2 separate regions of the Ovis canadensis genome follow, and region 2 is linked to region 1. A link is a contact called in public Hi-C data. All regions are on one chromosome and are shown on one strand. Each heading gives the region's core, a stretch centred on a gene start, on an enhancer-like site or on the middle of the called end of the contact. The rest is flanking DNA. Distances are from core to core; before and after follow the strand shown. Region 1 holds the start of TRIM13 (tripartite motif containing 13). Region 2 overlaps LOC138446517 (a long non-coding RNA gene).

Region 1 (7,167 bases), core at 545-3,044:
ACAGGAGAGTATGAAGAAATATATCTTCTTACTGTGCAAGACAGAAGTATAACCAGTTAATCAACAACTCCATCAAGTTCTACCACAGGGACTGGTTATGTAAAAGAAATTCTGCTTTTAAAATACCTATTATAGGGTCAGAAAACTCAAGCCCTGTTGTACAAACCCAAGCAGCAGTGACACAGGAAATGAAAAAAAAAAAAGACAAACCCTATTTAAAACCAAAAGTTGTTGTAGCCTCTCTTCCTTTGCAATACAAATCTTTGGATTATGTTTCAAATAACTGTCATTTAAAGAATGTCTAAGTATTGAATCTATTTTTCTGGGTTTTGACAAAATATGAAACGAACAAAGACCATTTATGAGGGTGGGAACATATAATCTCGACAGAGTTCGATTTTGAAAGGTTCTGGGCCTGAAGAAATTGGGTGCTTTTTTGCTTAATGTAGGGAAAAGTAGTTTACCTCTGTCACTTGCAAGCCAGGAGTATTGGTCAGGTTACTGGTTCCCAAGGCAAAGCAATCAGGTTTTGGTTTGTTTTTTCTTCAGGTCGTGACTGGTAATCAAAACGAGGCTATTGCAAAGAAAGAACAAAGAAGAGTGTTATGCATTTATCTGCACAGGATCCTTAGTCTTGACCCTCAATTTTTTTTCCAATCATCCCCCCACAAATAAAGCCAGCCGGCAAGGACCTGGTGAAAAAGCCAGGAGCCTGGGAGAGCCTGGCGATCTTTTGTGCTAAGGAGCTTCACGGCTAGGGCGCCCTCCCCTGGCACCAGGCAGCCTCCCCACGCCTAGTGCCAGAGGGTGGTGGTCGCGCGCTCCGACTCTGGTTCACGGTCGCCTCTTCTTTTGTAGGCGACCCCGAGGAGCCGGCGGTGAAGCCAGGAGCGCTTGGTAGCGGAGCAGGTTTCCTGCAGCCCGGCCGCGCTGGCCCGGCCCCGGCCGCCCACCCGCACGCCATTCCCCCCACCTCCGGTAACCGGGCCCGGCTGCTCTCCGCGGAGACCAGAGCTCAGACTGAGCTCTCCGCCAGCCCCCACGCACGCAGGTGCCCGCCCAGCCAGGGCAAGTCCCCACCCCGCTTCTCCAGGAGAGGCCGGCCGGCGCGTACTTATCTCGGACCTCCGGGGTCGGTGGAGGGGAAGCCGCCGGGAGCCGCGCAGCCGCCAGTCCTCCGGCCGCGGGTACCGCGCGTTTACGAGGCGGGAACGGCTGCAAAATGGACTCGCGGCGCCGACGGGCCTCGCCCCGACGCCCTCCTTCCCCCGGCACTTCGGTCCGCCTCCCCCGCCGAGCCGCGCCTTTGTTCCGCCTCCCGGGGCTCGCCTTTCCCCCGGGGAGGGAGGCCGCGGGTGAGGGGAGGCGGGAGCCCTTCCGGTATCTCCAACCGCCGCCTGCAACCGCCGGCGCGCGCGGCGCGCGGGGCCGAGGGGCGGGCTCCCGGCGGCGCGCTCCGCTCGCTTCGCGAGGGCTGCGCGCGCCCGCGGGGCGCCGTGCCCGGGGCGCCGGGCCGGGGACGCGGATCGCGCGGACCCGCGGGCTGGGCGCCGGCCGAGCGCGGGCGACAGGAGGCGGCGTGGTTCCCGGTGGAGCCGCCTGGGAAGGAAGCCGGCGCACGACGAAGATGGTTGGGTTTGGATTGTTGTACTTTTTTTTTTGTTCGTTGCATTTTTAGGAACAAAAAAAAAAGCCCAACCCTTCACACCGCTTCATCTGCATCTCTCACGACCAGAAGCTCGCCTCAGCGGCTTGGGGGAGACTGAGACGGCTGTCCGCCTGCACCCACAACCCGGGGTGGGTGGGACGGGCACTTGCGCAGAGACCAGCGCCAGGCTGTAGCCAAGGGCTCCAGCCAAAGCACAATCAAAATAGTTAACTATTGCCGCCCCCGTCCTCCCTATCTGTTTCTTTGCAGGCTTTAGACTGAACACGAGGGACCCAATTTAAGGTTTCTTTTTAGGGAAAACACCACTGCCCTTTCCTTCGGAGAGAAAGAACTTAAATGCAATTAGCCGCTAGCCTGACTCTGTATTCTGACGTCCAGCCCCCTGTATAGGGACATTCTCTAACAGCAAAGGCGTTAAGCACTTAAAAACGAGCAATTACAAGATTACAAATGTGAAAGAATGGCTTCTCCCAAACTTGCAGCCTTGAGGGATGTGAAGCAAGTACAGAAAAATCACAGAATATTCCCTGGGTTTGAGTCTGTCTGTGTACAGGAAGTCTGTTCTTTGGAAGAAGAATTCCTGGAGAAAAGGATTGGTGCTTGGGCCCAGTAACTAACACTGCTTAGCTCAATCGCTGTGAAAAGCTCCTCCCCACTCCCTTCTAAGATGTTAGATGAACTGGAGTTCCTGACCATGCTTAGGTCCCATAAAACCCAGTGTTGTGTTTATCTGTTAAACCCAATTTTGCCTTTGAAGAATATGTTGCCGTCAAATATAGTCACAATCTGAAAGTTGAGAAATATGATTTATTCAGTGGGAATTTTTAGGACTTCAAGCCTGGGAGACAGCATCTCAAGCGACCCTGAAAGAACTGCTGGGGGTAGGGCTGGGTAGGGAGATCAAGTTATAGAAGTTTGCAACAAGGGGCAGGTAGTCTGAACATCAAAAGAATTGTGAATTGAAGAAAACCAAGGAATTTAGTGTTTTCTATGTACCAAAAGATGCAAGTGTCTGGGCTCACTGAAATCGTTCTTTTCATATGCATCTCAGCTATCTGGGGCCAGATCCTGTTTTTTCTCAGTGCTCACCATAGGGATAGGGAATAGCTGCAACCTAATGGCTGCCCTGCAGCAGGTCTTATTTTCCTTCCTGGTTGCCCCGGATGGCTGGAATCGCTGATAACTGTGACATCCTTGTTTATTGATATGGCAGGAAATACTCCATTTCTCAAAGAGTTCCTATATTTATGGCATTTTGTCTTCATAAGAACACTGTGGAATGGCTATTGTGATCTGCAACCTATAGATGAGGAAGCAGATGAAGTCATAATTCCAAGACAAAAAACAGGCAGAACTGAGTCTCTGAAGTCATATTCCAGGTACACAGTCTTTCTATAGCAAGGTAACTGTCAGTACAAAAACTGCATCCCAGTTGCCTACTAAATAAGTGTTATTTAAAAAACACCTGTTTGTATAAACATTTTGAATTACCCTAATATTAAAATGATAAAAGAGGGAAAAGTTATTAATTCATACATCAGAAATTATCCTTATGTAATTATATGATACTCATGTGTATCTGGCTGGTAGTGGTGGTGGTGATTTAGTCGCTAAGTCATCTCTGACTCTTGCGACCCCATGGACTGTAGCCCACCAAGCTCCTCTGTCCTTAGGATTCTCCAGGCAAGAATATTAGAGTGGGTTGCCATTTCCTTCTCCAGGGGATCTTTCCCACCCAGGAATCGAACCTGGGTCTCCTGCATTGCAAGCAGATTCTTTACCAACTGAGCTGTGAGGTAATCTCTCTGCTTGGTGGTAAATATTAATAAATAAACTTCTGACCAACTAAATGAACACATTGGTTAAATCTGTGTAGAAATGCTTAGATTGTATTTAAAATTAACTACTATGAAAACGTTGTGTATTAAACTCTCAAGTGTAGAAAAATAGGGAAGGAAGAATAACCTATTTTCCCTCCCAAGGCCCTTATTTTGTAAAATAGACAATCAGGCAATCACCACATATAGTACTACTAGAAAAAGGGAATTACTGTTGGATTAAAACCTACATACACAGCACCATCTTTCCTGGAAGAGCACAATGTAACTAGATCCCACTGGAGATAGCACTAAGGGATTGTCAAAATGCTTGTCACACTGGAATTTCCTTCTGTTGACTATTCTTCAAATAAATAGACTAAGCTTAAGATTGGAATTCTTATGTAAGCATAGCAGTAAGATAGAGTCTTATGTAGGTTGATCTTTCATGAAAAAAAGTATTTTTACAGGTAGAATTCCTTTCTGCTTTTTTTTTTAGTATTTTTATTTATATTTACTTTTTGGATCTTCGTTGCTGCACGGGCTTTCTCTCGTTGCAGTTGAGTGGAAGCTACTCTCTAGTTGCAGTGTGCAGGCCTGCGGTGGCTTCTCTTGTTGTGGAGCTGGGGCTGTAGGCACACGGGCTCGGTAGCTGTGGTGCATGGGACTAGGTGCCCTGCAGCACGTGAGGTCTTCCCAGACCAGGGCTCAAACCCATGTCCCCTGCATTGGCACGTGGATTCTTAAGCACTGGACCACCAGAGAAGTCCCTAGAGTTTCTAATGTTATATATTTGAAATATATAAATATTCTTATTTTTTGTGATTTATTTCATGCTGTTGCTTTTGTCCTGAGCCTTGGCGAAGTTAAAATTCACCAGCATTCCTTACACCTATCAAGAGAAGTGATCACATGTTAGATAACAAAAGGGACAGCACCAAATTTGGTGTACACCGAAGTGTAAACTGTCAAGAGTTGGGAACATCTAACAATTAAGACTGGAGCAATTATGTGCAGGAGAGGGGCTGGTGAGCCTCCCTGGATATACTGGAACATTTCATTACTATTCTATCCTTCCCTTCCCAGCAGCCGCCAAAGTCATGAACACAAGCCCTAATATTCCCCAGCAAGAATTCCTGGCAATACAAGGCACTGACATCGCACGGTGTAGCAAAAAGGGCAGTGACTTTGGAATCAGTTCTGCATCCAAACTCGAGCTCTGCCATATACAAGTTGTTCAAATTACTAAGCATCTCTAAGCCTCAGTTTTCTTTTCTGTAAAATGGGGGTCACGTTTCACTTGATTGGGAAAATTAGATCATGTACAAAGCAACCAGCATGGTATCTGACATATAAGAGGTGCTTAATAAACAGCTGCTACTGCCATATGGAAGAAGAAAACCATGCCAGTTTTGAATAACAGATACTTCGGATTTGTGAGCGTCAAGCACAACAATCTTAAGCAGAGGTAAACTACCTATACAGTAGAGGAAAGTAAAGCGTTAGTTGCTCAGTCATATCCAACTCTTTGAGGAAGCTGGCACCATAATTTCTGCTTTTTTACAGTCCAGGGTGGCCTTTTAAAGGCACAGATTCTACTGCTGTATCTTCTTTATCTTCTTTGTGCTTAGGGAAAGAAGAAAAAGAAAAAAACCTCACTTAATGAAAGGAAGACTTTGCAGTGGTTTTTAAAGCTTTACAATTTCAGTGAAATGGTTGGAACATCCAAAACATTCCATTAAAAAGGAAAAAAAAAATCTACCTGTAAACATACATGTATCACCAAAGACAGAAACTTACCTAAGACTTGGGTGAAATTAAAGGAATTAGTCCTTGGTTGGAAGAGAATTCCAGGCTCCATGTATTTCAATTGCACAGTGAAGATGGTACATTAAATGGAGCAAACAGCAAGACCAGTTAGCTTTGGGAGAGAATGAGATACTTAAGCAACAGTAAACTTAGCCTTTAGTTGTGCCATTTCTTTAGATGGAAAGATAATTTATAAGAATAAAGTAAAATGTCAGAGGTAATTAAGATGATATTAACATTTATGGGCTTCCCTGGTAGCTCAGTTGGTAAAGAATCTGCCTGCAATGCAGGAGACCCCGGTTTGATTCCTGGGTTGGGAAGATCCGCTGGAAAGGGGATAGGCTACCCACTCCAATATTCTTTGGCTTTCCTGGTGGCTCAGACGGTGAAGCATCTGTCTGCAATGCAGGAGACCTGAGTTTGATCCCTGGGTTGGGAAGATCCCCTGGAGAAGGAAATGGCAGCCCACTCCGGTCTTCTTGCTTGGAAAATCCCATGGACAGCCTGGTAGGCTACTGTCCATGGGGTCGCAAAGAGTCGGACACAACTGAGCAACTTCACTTCTTCACCCACTCCAATATTCTGGCCTAGAGAATTCCATGGACTGTATAGTCCATGGGGTTGTAAAGAGTCAGAAAGTGAACAACTTTCACTTTATAATTTTATACTCAGGACTGTGCTGGGCACCAAAGACAGTAAATGAGGAATTTCCCATTGGTTGAAGATACAACTCTTAAAAGCATGAACTAGTATAGTAATAGTGGCTCCTTAAGAGCCAATGTAAGTGGTGAAAACAAGATCAGAGGAAGGCCTGGAAGCATCATAAAGATTTCAGAGGGGAGGTGGGAGTCCAACAGAACCTTTAAAGATCACAGGATTTGAATATGAGAAAGAAGAAGAGCATTAGAGGTAAGGAACACAGTTCAGGGTGGGAATGAACTTCACTGATACTAAGTCAGTGAGGGGCATGGCTTAGTTTGGGGGAAAAAAAAATTCTGAGGCCAAATTGTGCAATGTTTTGATGTCAGAGTTGAACTTCATTCTGTAGGAAACAGGAAGCCACTGGATAATAGTATATGGCACTAACAAAATGAAAACAGAATTGTAGGAAGACCTATCTGGTAACAGGAGCCAAGACCTAAGGTAGAAGTTTCCTTTATTTTAATACTTTTGAGGTTATTCAAAATTATAGATTTTTTAAAAATGCAGTCGGGTACAACTGAATGACTAACCAACAACAACAATGTATATAAAAGTACAATGTATATTAAAAAAAAAGGTACAACATGTGTGCCTAGGTTAAATCCCATTGAACCATTTAATTTCAAATATATTGCTTATTAAAGTTCTCAATTTGTAAATAAAATGGAAGAAGAATTAACCATGACAAATATCCTCCTAAAGTCCTCTGAGGGGAAATTATAGGTGTGTGTGTGTGTGTGTGTGTGTGTATTTACATTTATATTTATATATCAATTCTATATAATTTATCTTACCATATATGACTAATGTTAGTATATTACTTAAATATTAATTATACTTTAAGTATTCCACATTAGAGCTTTAAAAATCATTACTTTGAAGCATAATGCTCTATTTTGATATTTTAATGATGATTACATTCAATTATGTTAATCTTTTCTAATTTTAATTCCCATACATGTGGAATTTTTTTCTTGATAAAGAGTTATTTTATGGGGGCCTTAAGAAATGATTCATTCAGGTAAATATTTGCAGTTTTTAAGAGAAGTTGATTTGCAGAAACTGTTTAGTTTGGAATTTTTGTGTTGAGTTCGTTAATCATCATGTGCTCTAGTTTTCTCTTGAAAATGTCAGTTATAATAAGAAATTTTATAATTTCAATTTAGGAAA
Region 2 (7,152 bases), core at 2,456-4,955, 120 kb before region 1:
GGGTCCCCTCCGCACGGTCCCAATCAGTCTCGAGTTTCAACTCAAGACCCAGGCCAAACTTTCCCTTCGGGGCTGGTATATTCTCACACGCGGACGCCTTTCCCATGGGGAGGAGGAGCGATGGAGCTCCGGGCAGCTCCCGGGGGCCCTGCGGGGACCACCCGCCACCCGGTTTCCACGCAGCCCCCACGCCCACTCTTGCCTCCCAACCCCAGATCTTGACCTCCCACGGCCGTGCTCAGGGAAGCCGCCGCGACTGATGCGCCCCGGGTGCTTTCGTTTTGCTTTCGCTCCCTTCTCTCCGCAGCTGAGACGACCGCGGAAGAACAAAATGGGGGTGGAAAACGCGTGTCCTGACAAGAGTGATGGGGACACCGCGGTTCCGTCCCAGGCTGGGCGGGGAGAGGGGGAGGCTCAGGCTGAGGCCTGGGACCCCTGTCCCTTGCATGGGCGAAAAGGGCCCGCAGGCCTGGCTTGTTTTCTTCGTGTAAAGAAACGTGATTTGTAGATACTGAAGCAACAAAGTTGGCGCGGAAACGAATTCGCCTGCTTAGGAGGACTGTGTCTTGCAGATACAGACGAATAGGCAGGGTAGAAAGGCCGGAAGAGGGGCGGCCGGAGCCTTTCACTAAGTTGGAAGGAAACCGAGAGAGAAGTTTCGAGATCCGGGATCCGGCTCCCACCCCAAGCTCTGAGTACCATCAGGTGTGAGGGGGCACCAACGCCCAGTCCCATTTGCTGCTCGTCCACTCAGCTCTGCGCTTTGGAAAAACCCAGCAACCACTGCACAGGCTCGCTTCACTTTATCTCGCCTCTCTCTTAATGATGAGCAAAGCACATGTATCCTAAACTGATGAACTCATGGACTAAGGTCTCCCCCTTAAAGAAAAAAAAAAAAAGCCAAACTTGGAAAGGTTTCTCAAATAGAGGTAAACTTGTTGCTGCCCCGAGTGGCCCGTGCGAAAGCTCTCCTAGGTTTGCACGCGCCCAACGCAGGGCCCGGAAGCTCCGCTCCCGGGCAAGGGCCGGGGCAGAGTCCCGCCCTCCTCCCCCGGCGGCCTGCACTTGAGCCCGAACGAGGGTGAGTGCGAGGGAACAGTCTCTCCAAACTCCTTAGAAAATAACTCTTGCAGACTGTTTACCACAGTGTCCAACTGCCCGGAAAGGTCCGACGCGTTTCCTGCACTCGTCCCAGCTCAGTTCGAACTTTTCTCCACCCGTGATCTGAAGGGCTAAATTATTTTTATTCCGACTCTGGAAAGTTAAACTAAGATCTAAATAAATCACTAAGGGAAATGACCGGAAGCTGCGAAGGTAAATTACACTCAAACCAGCTACTTGCACTTGTTTTATTTTTTTTTTTAATAAGGCCTTCCTCTAGTATTGACCGCCCTCCTTGTTTACATCGAGCTCAGGAACAGAAGCTTTAGGCCAGCAAGGGAGCTCAGTTTCATTTCGGGGAGTATGCCGGGGCCTATCACTTCGTCATCAGGTTTGAGAAGAAAGTTCAAATGTTTTTTGTCACAGATCTAGCTTCCAGTAACTCCTCAGAAACTCCAGTACCCCCACGGCGGCTCAGGTCTGCAAAACTCCTCGGTCCGCAGAAGTCCGGGAGGCAGTAAGTTGAGCTCGCGCGACGCCCCGCTGCACCTGCGGAGGAGGCAGGGCGTCTCCGCGCGTCTCGGAACGGCCGCACCGTACTTCCCGCGCTCCGCCCGCCAGCCTTCGGGCGGCCGCCAGCCACCCCGGCGTCCCTCGGTCCCCCGCCCGCAGCCGATCGTGCGGGGGAGAAAAAGGGAAAGGGGGACTGGCATCCCCTCGTCTGGGGAAGCGGCCGCGCGAGGGCCCAGTCAGGCCCCCAGCTTGCAGCGAGGCCCGAACGCGCGCACACTCGGCGACCGGGGCGGTGGCGCTCCAGAGATCGGGCGGGGTGGTGGTGGCGGGGAGGTTTGAGGAGGGCGGAAGCGCCGATGGCTGGCGAGCACTCTCGAGAGTCGCGGACCCCGGGTGACTAGGGTGCGGGTGCCCACGCTGTGCGCGACGCCTGGGTCACTGGCTGGAGCCCAGGAGCCAGGCGCACAGCTGAGCGAGGCGGCCGCCGCCACGGAGCCTGGGGGGCGGCGCGGAGCCCCGGGGAGCTGGTTTTCCCGGGCGGGCACGTGACGGGGTTGGCAGCGCTCTGGCCCGGGCAGGGAGGAGGGGGAGGCGGCGAGCGGGAGGCCGGGGGCGGGCGGGCGGCTGGCGCGCTGTGTACTTAGGTCGTGTGCTGGGGCTTTTCTCTCCCAGGAGCCGGCTGGAGGAGGGGAGGGGGGAGGGGCCACCGCTCCGCCTTCTCCTTTTCGCAATGTTGACGCAATCTATAAATAGTGGAACAAAAGGACCAACTTCCTCGGAGCTTTGCTGAAACTGCACAAAAAAATCGAGCTGGGGGGTTCCCTGGTCCCTGGCGATGGGGCGGGGAGCGCGGCGCCCGGGGGAGGGGGCGGGCGCGGCAGCGCGGGCCCCGCCGAGGGGGGACACCTGGCTGAGGCATTGCCGCCGCCGCCGCCGCGCCTCTCCGCGCGAACCCAGGGCTCCGGTCCCTGCGCGGGCTCGAGAGCTCGCCCGGATCGGAGGGTCTTCCTCCTCCACCGTTGACAGGTCAGTCCGCACCGCCCCCTTTCTACACTGGGTTTTCTCTTCCCTCCCCCAAGCCTCTACTTTTAGAAGGGAATAAAGGGGGAAAAAATTAGAGCGAGGCGCAGCAGTGACAGCCACCCAATCTGGAAGCCTAGCAGTGCACGGCGGGGTGGCCGAGGGGCTCCGGAGACGGTCAGCGCCTGGCCCCCCTCGTCGTACAGCCGGTGGCCGCGCCGCGGCCAGAGACGAAGCCAGGACTAGCTTGCGCCGCCCAGGCGGCGAGGAGAGTGGAGGCGGGAGCGCCGCGGGGGCGCGGGCGGGCGAGCGAGCGGTCGACGGCGGGCTCCCTGCTGCAGCTCCTGCTTGGGATACCGAACCCCCAGGGAAGACGCGCCAGGACCAGGGGGCTGCTGAGCCCAGCTCGCCCCCTCGGAGCTCGGACCTAGCGTCCCCACCTCGTCCCGCGCAGCTGCTGTGGGAGGGCTGAGTGGAGAAGCGCTGTCGCCGCACGCCACCGCACACTCCTGGCTCCGGTGCCCACGCGACCCGCCGCGCCGGCGACTGAGGGGAGGGGGGCGAGGTGAGGACAGAAGGCAACGCTTTCCTCCGGGGCGCCCGGACCCAAGCGCGAGCGCTCGCCGCGCCGCCGTGGCGGTTACACTGGGCGCGGGGGAGGGGGCGGAGCTGGCGCTGTTGACAGCCGCGCTGGAGCGGGGAGGGCGAGAGGTGGGGAGAAGCTGGTGGGGGAGGGAGCGCGCGCGAGCGCGCGCGGGGTTCGGCTAGGAGCGGGGGGTCACGTGACGGGCAGACGCCCCCGCTACAGGCTGACAGTAGGGATGACGTCACCATCCCCTGACTGCAGGGGGTGGCACTTCCGTTCCCCCCCCCCCCCAGCCCCCTAAGCGGCGGCTGCAGCCATTTCGAAGTGTGGGAGTGGGCGGGCAGGAGACGGGTGGAGGGGGTTTTCGTTGCTGCCCCAGCTCCTGGCTTCATCCCCAGCTGCCCGGAGCCCGGGCCCAGAGCGGTGGCTGAGGCCGCCCTCCCCCGACGCGCCCCATTGTGTGAGCGGGCGGGCGGCTCCGCGCGGAAGCTGGTGCCGGCCCCCTGCGGCTCCCAGCTCCGGAGGGGGCGGGGACGGCCCCGGACGGTCAAGGCCAAGTCTTGGCCGCGTCCCGAGAGCGCCCAGCGCGCTCCTGAGGTCCGACTCTCAACTCCAGGCTGGGACATAGGCTGCCGTGCCCGCGTTCTCCGAAAGCCGGGTGTTTGGAGACCCCGCTCGGCGGCGCAAGCCTAGCGTCCAGCCTCTCGGGTGTGTGACAGGCGTTTGTCACCGTTCCGGAGCACTCGATTCCAGCAGTCGTTATAAAGCTATTTGGGGAAACTCCGGGTTTTGGTGACTCAGCGCGGTAAGCGCTATTTATAAGTTGATTCGTTAGTAGCAGGGAAATACACTTCTCTCAGATCCGTCCGCCCTAGGAGGGAAAAGAGCTCTGTTTCAAGACAGCAATTAAGCCTTAACTTTTTCTGAACGAGTCAAGGGTTGACTTTAAAAAGCCTGTGCTGTGAGAGAAAGCAGACCTCACAAGTACACAGTGTATCTCAAAAAGTAGGAGCGTCTTCCTGGGTAGGTGGAGAATTTTAAGGACACTTCACGATGTGTTAGACCTTTTGGGGGCGGTGATGTTGCGTGAACCAAGGAGAAACAATTCAGATAAATGACCCAGCAATCCTAGTAGATAGCAGGATATCAGAACTATATTTATTAATTTCAGTATTTGTTAAATACATAACACCATTTGGTGGCTGGGCATAAGATAAAGGAAAATGGGATGGTGCGGAAAATTCCTGTAGGAAATTGTCTTAACAGGAAGGTGTCTGTTGTATTTATCGTCAAAACTCTGGGGCAAATATAAATTACACGTTTGCAACCCAATCTCTCCCTCCTAAGAAAGCACTACAAAAGTGTATACTACAGCCTGGGATGATTGTTCAGTGTAAGTGCTGCACAAACAATTAGTCACTGCTTGTTTTACAGGTTTTACTTCACTGTTTTATTTTTTTCCCACCTCCACCCTAGTTTGGAAATCCAAGAGGCAGACGCTAAGAGAAAGAGCAGTTGCTAGCCTGGCTTTAGGGAGGCAGGAATTCACACCCAGCTTGCTTAGCCTGAATAGCTTCCTGTAGGTAGCTGACCTGAGGTGCTTCTTAAAAGAAGACGGTTTCCTGGATGGGCAGAAGTTAGACCAGCTAAGGAAAGAGTTTTCCCAAGCTGAACAAGCAAAGTAGCAGGTACAAAGCCTGTAGTGAACAACTACAGCCAAGTAAGAATGGGTGGGCTGTGAAAAGGGGGAGAAGGGAGGCTGGATGAAAGGCCAGGTCACACAGACTTTGTAGTCCACGCTGGGGAGTTTGGAATGTAGCTTAAGACCTACAAGTGTTTAGCTTTTGGGGGCAGGAATACCCTTTTGAGAACCTAGGGAAAGCAATCTGGTCTCTCTCCAGAGTAACCTCTACTACAATTCAGCATACAATCTCAAGTGTTTATTCTGTGTGTAAATGATTATTGGGCCTCAGGATTTAAACCTACAGAAAAGGGAAAACCATAAAAGGATTTCATTTTTTTAATGGAAATGCATGGTCAGTTATGAAAAGAATACAGGTCCTTCAAAAGATTACACCAGGTGGGGTCCTGGAGACAGGAAGATGGAAAATAAAATAGCCTGTGATCTAAGAATCAACTAGGACCACTGCTGTATACCTAGTGGCAGTGGGGATAGGAGAGGGGTTCAAGAAAGCTAATTTGAAACAGCTGGTAGAATGGGAAAGTGACTGACGGGCCAGATCAAGGGATCCCCATTCTGGTCTGGGCTGTGGACTGGGAGGAGAAATGGGCCTCTGGTTCAGGAGGAGGAACTCTGTTTTGCTTCCTTGAAAAGGAATGAAAAGCTGTGGCTGAAAATCCACTGAAAAGGCTGTGTACCCTTCCAGTGAAAAAGAAAGCACCTTCCCAAAGATTTGAATTCAGAAGGGAGACAAGGGCAGGAGAGGATAAAATCTTGCTTTCCTCTCTTTTTAAAAACTGTGGATAGCTAGAGAAGAAGAAAAGGAGAGACAGATGGAATCAAGCTTTGTTTTTGCCCTGCTCAACCACCAGACCTTCAAGGAAAGGGACGTGAGCTAGAATGAATTCCCATAAGGGTGGTATTTGTTTCTCATGGCCCTTCAAAACCACACTTAATCATACACAGTACCCAGAAGTGCTTAAGATCTCAGTCTGGCTAGGGAAACAACAAAAAGTGAGGGGAAAAGGTTTCCCAGTTGTCACAGCTAACCTGAGCTAGAGATTTAATGGAAGCAGAAACTCAGATACAAAACAAACCACCCTCAGGACGTAATGGTTTAAAACCAACACTTGCTGAGGAATATGCAGTTATGGGTAGGGCTCTGCAAGATGCTTGTTTCTTGCCCACAGGGAGTCAGCTGGGGCAGCTCATAGGCTAAAGGCTTGCATCATCTGAAGGCGGTTCACTTTCCCATCTAGCAATCCCTGCTCACAGATGGCTAGGATCTTAGCTAGGGTTTTCAGCCTGAACACCTGCACATGGCCACTCCTTGTGGTCTGGGCTTCCTCACAGCATGGCTCTGGGTTCCAAGGGTCCCAAGACTGAGAGCCAAGTGAAGCTGTAGAACCTAATCCTAGAAATCCTGTCCATCACATTCTGTTCCTCTGAGGCGTATCACTTAAGCCATACAGATTCTAGAAGGAGAATCAGACTCTGCCTTTTACTGGGAAGAGCGTCAAAGAATTTGCCATGTGTTTAAAATCACCACACATTTTAACTTCAGATAAACAGATTTAAACAACACGTTGTATATAAAAACTGTTTAAACATAACAAATATCCTTTTTTGATATTAGAAGTGAATATAAAAATCCAAGTATTTCATCATTACAGCAAAGCTAATTGAGAGCCAGTCTGAGTGGGCAATCTCATAATCTTCTCCCCCTTTTCTCCTCCATGACCATTCCCTCCCGTCCAGGTCAGGCCTCCATATACAGACTCCTGTCTCTCCAAAGCTAGGTAGGACACTCCCAGTGGCTGCACTTTTCAAAGACATGATCAGGTCCTAAAAGTTTTCCACTGCCTCCTTAAACTGTCCCTGACTTTGGATATTACTAGCTCATTGCAAGACCATCAGTGACTTCTCCAAGTTTAAAAGCAAAATGCCATGGAGATTATTCCATTAAGTAATTTTATAATAAATTCATGTTATATAATTAAGACAGAATGACAGTTCTTAAAAAGGGTTATACATTTTTAGATATCAGGATCTTTTTTACTTGGGCTTGTTGATTCATAAAATTCAGTATAATTCTAAAGTGATGGTTGAGATTTTAGGTATAAGAATCTGCATGTTTCCTTGAATTGATATAAAACTTGATTATTACCATACAAAATTTGAATAGCTCTTCTTTCACTTTTACAATGCCTACTGCCTGAACTGCATGACATACTGTTATTTGGTTGGTAAA

Evidence for each region. Hi-C and Micro-C count contacts between places; a contact is called where the count stands out from the background.
Region 2: a contact with region 1 is called in a Hi-C map of fibroblasts, with 2.3 times the contacts expected there. The contact joins the enhancer-like site here to the promoter of TRIM13 in region 1. A contact is called at or near these places in 2 of 2 Hi-C or Micro-C datasets (fibroblasts and lung).

What each region holds. Positions count from the first base shown.
Region 1 is chr10:33,798,071-33,805,237 of ARS-UI_OviCan_v2, reverse strand. TRIM13 (tripartite motif containing 13) reads right to left here and starts at 1,794. Exons shown (of 3, transcript XM_069601399.1): 1 at 1,126-1,794; 2 at 465-574. It overlaps SPRYD7 (SPRY domain containing 7), which reads left to right. Exons shown (of 11, transcript XM_069601432.1): 1 at 1-1,051.
Region 2 is chr10:33,922,019-33,929,170 of ARS-UI_OviCan_v2, reverse strand. LOC138446517 (a long non-coding RNA gene) reads right to left here. Exons shown (of 6, transcript XR_011259373.1): 6 at 6,859-7,152. Among named protein-coding and RNA genes, the nearest start is that of TRNAR-UCU, 71 kb to the left of the region's middle. Within about 2 kb of position 3,705, the one cell type or tissue checked has open chromatin away from gene starts, as enhancers often do. A contact at or near this core is called in fibroblasts, where this site is marked.